Regions from separate parts of the Zea mays genome. Here region 2 is linked to region 1. A link is a contact called in public Hi-C data. All regions are on one chromosome and are shown on one strand. Each heading gives the region's core, a stretch centred on a gene start, on an enhancer-like site or on the middle of the called end of the contact. The rest is flanking DNA. Distances are from core to core; before and after follow the strand shown. Region 1 holds the start of LOC100274437 (Ribosomal protein L22p/L17e-like). Region 2 holds the start of LOC541928 (alpha-amylase/trypsin inhibitor superfamily).

Region 1 (3,031 bases), core at 264-2,763:
GCCCGAGCAGAATGGATCACCTGCAGTAATTAATTTGTAAGATGAAATGGCCATGACATGTGTCCTCGGTCATTTTGCGCTATCATAGGAAACAGTTGAATGGTTAAGAGTTCCACAAGCACGGACCTGGTAAACGGTTTTGGCAGCCCTTTTAACAGTCACTTGCAGCTGCAGTAGGGCATCTTCTACACGCATACCTCGAACCAGCTTTGCTACTAGATTCACCTTCTTGGGACTCTAAAATAGCCAGAAGGCTTCAGAAACATAAGATGCATAGATCTCTTGATGACAATAGATTACAGAATGCCCAATATACGAGTTAATGAAATCTGTACAGCGTTCCTCCTCTTTTAGGGTGTTTGGTTTGAGGAATGAGTTAATTAGTTAATACTAATATGAGGAATGGAGTCATCCCACCAAATTTGATGAATGGATCTATGATGCACCACCTCATTTTGAATGGAATGATTACTTAAACCAAACACTATCTTTGTCACTATATATGCTTAGTATCATTATCAAGTGTTTAGTAATTCAATCTGAGCCGAATTTGTACAAACAAGCACTCAGCAACAGCAGTTTAGGAATTTGTATTACGGAAGCATTGAAATCTCACGAAGCCATAATTCACTATTCCAGAGAAACACACATGCATAAAATAGCCAAGTACAGCTAATTTATGATTGTCTACACATTCATAGATATGCTGTCAATTCAAATAGCAAATTGATAGCTGTTTCATACAAGCAAAATAATAACTGGTTCTGCAGTGTTGGTTTACCTGTTTGATATCTTTTTTTATGGCTTGGACCTTTAGGCGTTTTACCACAGCCCCCTTTTTGTCAGTTTCTTCACTGTCACCTAGTGGAGGAGTCAAAGGAGAGGAGATAGGCACCATAGCATCATCTGCAAGCAAATTCCTTGTAGTTGATATTCCCTGAAACAAAGTGCCGAGGTCCATGTAAATAGTTACTCTAGACACTTAAATACTCCCTGCAAATTCAGCTTGGTGTGTTTTGATCGACCAAGTAATCCAGGGAAAACAAAATTAGTATCCCTAATCGGAGTGGAATAGCCATCATAATTGAAGGATGATCATGTCTAACGCACCGAACCTTGGTAATAGCGGCAGTGAGACTGGTTTTGCCGTGATCGACGTGCCCAAGGGTGCCGACGTTCACATGGGGCTTCCTGCGCAGATTGATCCGGGTTGGAATGTGAATCACACGAAGCAAAGGAATCCATGAAAATGGATAGCTTCGAACAGTGTAGTGTGCATGGAACGAATCTGAACCAAGGAGTACTCACGTGCGTGTGAAGGTGGCCATGGACATCGCCCAGAGTGTCCAGGCCAGCGGGGGCGGCTGGGCCGCCACCGACGCCGCCACGGGCGCATCTGGTAGCACGGCGGGTCCCGAGATTGCAGCAGCACGGAGGGTGGGGTAGGAGAAGAGGCGGCGAGATCCGGCGTTCCGGAGCACCGCGGCGGAAGCCATTACCTGTCGTCGGGTCGCTGCGGCGGCGCGAGGAGCAGAAGAGCGGAAACGAGGGGGACACGGGTTTAGGGCCGGCATAGGCTGCTCCTCGTCTAACCGTGCAGCACGCTGGACTTGCAGGCCCATTTTTACTTGCGGCCCAATACTCCATCTAGTCTGCCTTCTTGCTCGGCAAGCGGCGGCATTGATGGCTGGCCATTTGTTATGGGCATAAGCCCTAAGGACAATGTGGGGTCATAGGCCTAGTCTGTGTGCGTGAGTGGCCTGTAATAGGGATAAAAACGGTCGGAAACGATCGGAAAACATTAAAACTGTTACCGTTTTCATATTTTTTATCGGAAACGAAATTGGAAACGGTAATTCCGGAAACGGAAACGACATCGGTATTTTGGAATCATCGAAAACGGAAGTTCGGTAAAAAAAACATCGGTATCGGTCGGAATCTAAAATACAATCGGTAACCATATCAATATGAAAATATCACAATACAACAAAGTTTACAAATATCACAAAAACACAAATTCACATGTTTTGGATAACACAATACAATCAGTAACCTTTTTTATCGGATTTTTTGTTTGAGCGAACACCTGTTTTGGATAACACATGTTTTGGATATGTGTTATTACTCCGTAGTATTTTATATGAACACCCCACGTACTTTAAAGCCCATGATATGGCACTCAGTAAAGCATCAATGTGACTAATCATTAAAAAAACCGGTAAGCATTTTCAGCGCATAAAAATTATCTACCATTTGTTTCCTGTAGCTTCAACGGTGGACTACGGTGTTCTAAACTTCTAGTATGGTAGTACCTAGCAGTGTGTCCTATGTTCGCCGAGTGCAGGGCAAGTGCAATGCGTGGGGCTTGTTGTGCGGCAGTGGCCAGTGGGCTTGCTGTGCGGCAGTAGCCAGTGGGTTGTAGTGCTTGCTGTGCGGGCATGGGGTTGTGCCTGGGCGAGGGCGACGGAAGACTGGAAGTGGACTGTGGTGGCCGACGGCAGATGGGTTGTGGTGGCCTGCTGGGCTGCTTGCTCCTATGGCCGCCCATGAGTTGTGAATTTAAATTTTAGAAATTGGGCTGGGCCATGAGTTTCGGTAAATTCCGAATTTTGAATTCGGTAAATTCCGATCCAAAACGGTAACCGAAGAAAACGGTCGGTAAAGGGATGTACTGATTCCGATCTAAAATTCCGATGACCGATTCAGATTTCGAGAAATACCGATACCGACGATTCCGATCGAAAAAAATCGAAAACGGTTTCCAGAATTCCGAAAAATTCCGAAACCGTTTTCATCCCTAGCCTGTATGCCAAGTTGTTGATGTGCATACCACCTTTTTGTTGAGAACTACGTTACCACGGATCACCAGATCCGCTCCCTTCCCTCCCGTCAGCAGTAGAGATGCAAGAAGCTGTAGAGGACCTGTCTCCCTTCCCATAAGTACGACAGAGGAAACACACGAGACACAGGATATAGGGTTGGGCCTCTGGCCTCTTTCTCTTCTCTGTATTATGAGGGGGTGTACAGGTTC
Region 2 (3,031 bases), core at 299-2,798, 150 kb after region 1:
GAAAGCATGTTAGTCGTGTTTTTGAGGACCTTCGGAAGACGAAGGCCCCCAACATATGTGTATATTTATTTTAAGCATCTAAGTGTTTAATATAAAATCGCATACATATATTTATTTAGAGTGTTTAATATAAAATCTTGGAAAAATAAAATAAGTCAGTTCGTGCCGATCCAACGTGCCTAGTACACTGTCCAAACACATTACGGCTAGCAGGCAGAACGCGGGGGCAAAGCTTGCTAGAAATATACCGTCAGGGGCTGAGATAGGCCTATAGCCACTAGGGCATGTGCCCTACTTTTGGACTAGCCAACTAAGGTTAGAAGAGAAATAGCCACGAGTGGTGTGGCGTGAAGCGTGGCGTACAGGCAGGCAAGCAGCCGCACAACATGCAGTTTAGCGTGGAAATTCTCATGGCGTGTAGGCGGGCGCAGTTAGCGTGGCAAGCAGGCGCCCAGAGGCTGTGGACTGCAGCCAGTAGGCAGCCAGCCAATTGCGTAGTATTTAGAGATATTGTATTGTATATGGATACTTCAGAAGATTTGCTAAAATCTCCGCCTAAAATCTGCTTGAGGAATGAGAACATTAACTTCGAATAAATCAAACATCCTTTTTTCTTCTTTAATTTTTCTGCTGGTGATGTAAACAAGTATCATTTTGCTAATGAAAGCCACCCAAATAATTGATAAATTGGTTATAGAGACGAAGATCTATCATTATTTTTAATTAGTTAACCGTTTATTTAAGCCAATTTTATTTTAATTACAATTATTGTATCCAAATAAAGTTCATGCGTGGCATTATCTATGTATTTTTGCGATTTAAAATTTTTAGTCGGTATGAATATTTTTTAGTGTTATATCCGGCTCTATACTTAGAGAAATCCTGGCTCCACCACTGATACCCGGTGCACAGCTTAAGAAAATAAATAGATTAGCAAATAAATGTAGGCCCGTTTGGATCTTTAGAATTGAATTCCATTATAATAATAGTAATTTAGACACATATATATATCAATTAAGCCAATACAATTTTATGCAAAATATATTTGTATGCTATTATTAGTAAGATGTCGGAGATATTTATATGCTATATTTGTACTATAGAGGACTAGAGAAGTGAGCCGAAGAGCGTCCTATAAGTTGCAGAGTATAAACATATTCTACCGATACATGAAATCATTTTTCATTCTTCACCTCATAAATTTGAGATGGACGTATATATTTGAACATTGAAAAGTGGTGGAATATCAAATTCCAAGCCAAAAATGTTATTTTATTAAGTAAATTTCAATTTCTAAAAATGAGTAGTGAATTTGAGTCTAGCTAGTACCATTTCTTGTTTTTACCATGCTGCACTGGCACCCGGGCACGATAATGTGGTGTGGCCTCTGCCGGAACGTGCTCGTACGCGGGCTCAAACGCCGTGCCCCGTACCGGTGTATCCTCGTGCTTTCTGCCAACTATAGTTACACATACTGCCATATTATATATGATTCATCCCCATAAATAAAGCTCCAACTCATCATTGTCATCGTCCAAATTTCAGTTCGAGAAGACTCCATCAAGCAGCTCATACGTATATCACTTGCCATGCCAGCCTAGCTTCTTCCGTGTCTTTCTTTCTCAATAAATACATGCCACTCACATGGTGCTCCTCCATCTTCCAAGTCACCAACGCAAATTGCACCAAGAAATCCATCGAGAGGCCGTCGACAGGGGAATTAATGGCGTCGTCGTCTAGCAGCAGCCACCGCCGCCTCATCCTCGCAGCCGCCGTCCTGCTCTCCGTGCTCGCGGCTGCCAGCGCCAGCGCCGGGACCTCCTGCGTGCCGGGGTGGGCCATCCCGCACAACCCGCTCCCGAGCTGCCGCTGGTACGTGACCAGCCGGACCTGCGGCATCGGGCCGCGCCTCCCGTGGCCGGAGCTGAAGAGGAGATGCTGCCGGGAGCTGGCGGACATCCCGGCGTACTGCCGGTGCACGGCGCTGAGCATCCTCATGGACGGCGCGATCCCGCCGGGCCCGGACGCGCAGCTGGAGGGCCGCCTAGAGGACCTGCCGGGCTGCCCGCGGGAGGTGCAGAGGGGATTCGCCGCCACCCTCGTCACGGAGGCCGAGTGCAACCTGGCCACCATCAGCGGCGTCGCCGAATGCCCCTGGATTCTCGGCGGCGGAACGATGCCCTCCAAGTAACTGCGAAGAGCATAGTGCATGAGGAATGAGCTTGTAGCTAGCTCATATGTCTGAATAATAAGCACAGCAAGAAGATGAATGCATTTCTCGGATCGTTCATCCGGAACAATAATTAAAGGGGATCCGGATTTGTTCTTGTGATATAATTAACGATTCCTGTTATACTTGGAAGTAGCTAGGCTCGTCCCCATCCAATGCAAGCAAAGATCTGATCTCCCAACGTGCATGAGAAAATGTGAGCGATTTACTTCACCGGTCCTTCCTCTAATTAAATGGAAATGTGAAGTGGAACATAAGAAATTAAGGTGAAGCCAAAAGCTGCCAATTGATGTATATATAATGCATTTGTGTGCTTTTTGCTGAAATGGAGTCTTGTGAAACAGAAATCTGGAGGATGCAAGCTACCAGTTTTGAAGATTTGTTTTTTTATATATAGGGCCAGTTGAAGATTTGTTTGAACAGAATTTGGGGGTACACAGGTTGCAACCAGTGTTTTGCTTGGCAGCATGAGGGGACTTTGCAGCCGTCATTGCTGATCACATATCTATCACACCTAGAATTTTGTTGGCGCTGATTCGGTCACCAATCACTACGATGCGTACCTACGGCGATGCTCTCTGCGGACACATGGATGGTCCACGGCCGAGGGCTGGAAGATCCTCGACCTGGCGCAGAGGCTAGGGTTTCTGCCTAACGAGCCGAACGGTCCGCGCGTGCGCAGAGTCGACAGAGTTCGCCAACAGCACCTGAATCTTAGTTCCGAAAGGGACCCCGTGGGGGAGGAGAGATCCTAGGGTTTGACTTGGGATCGACAGACCACCCAAGACGCCTCTAAACGAC

Evidence for each region. A called contact is a pair of places that touch in the nucleus more often than the background predicts.
Region 2: a Hi-C map of ear shows a contact between it and region 1, with 2.1 times the contacts expected there. The contact joins the promoter of LOC541928 here to the promoter of LOC100274437 in region 1. A contact is called at or near these places in 3 of 25 Hi-C or Micro-C datasets (ear, endosperm and leaf).

Annotation. Positions count from the first base shown.
Region 1 is chr2:164,437,849-164,440,879 of Zm-B73-REFERENCE-NAM-5.0, forward strand. It overlaps LOC100274437 (Ribosomal protein L22p/L17e-like), which reads right to left and starts at 1,514. Exons shown (of 6, transcript NM_001148796.1): 1 at 1,309-1,514; 2 at 1,116-1,191; 3 at 782-937; 4 at 127-237; 5 at 1-20. The coding sequence starts at 1,496.
Region 2 is chr2:164,586,190-164,589,220 of Zm-B73-REFERENCE-NAM-5.0, forward strand. It overlaps LOC541928 (alpha-amylase/trypsin inhibitor superfamily), which reads left to right and starts at 1,549. Exons shown (of 1, transcript NM_001111591.1): 1 at 1,549-2,332. The coding sequence starts at 1,634. The coding sequence ends at 2,191.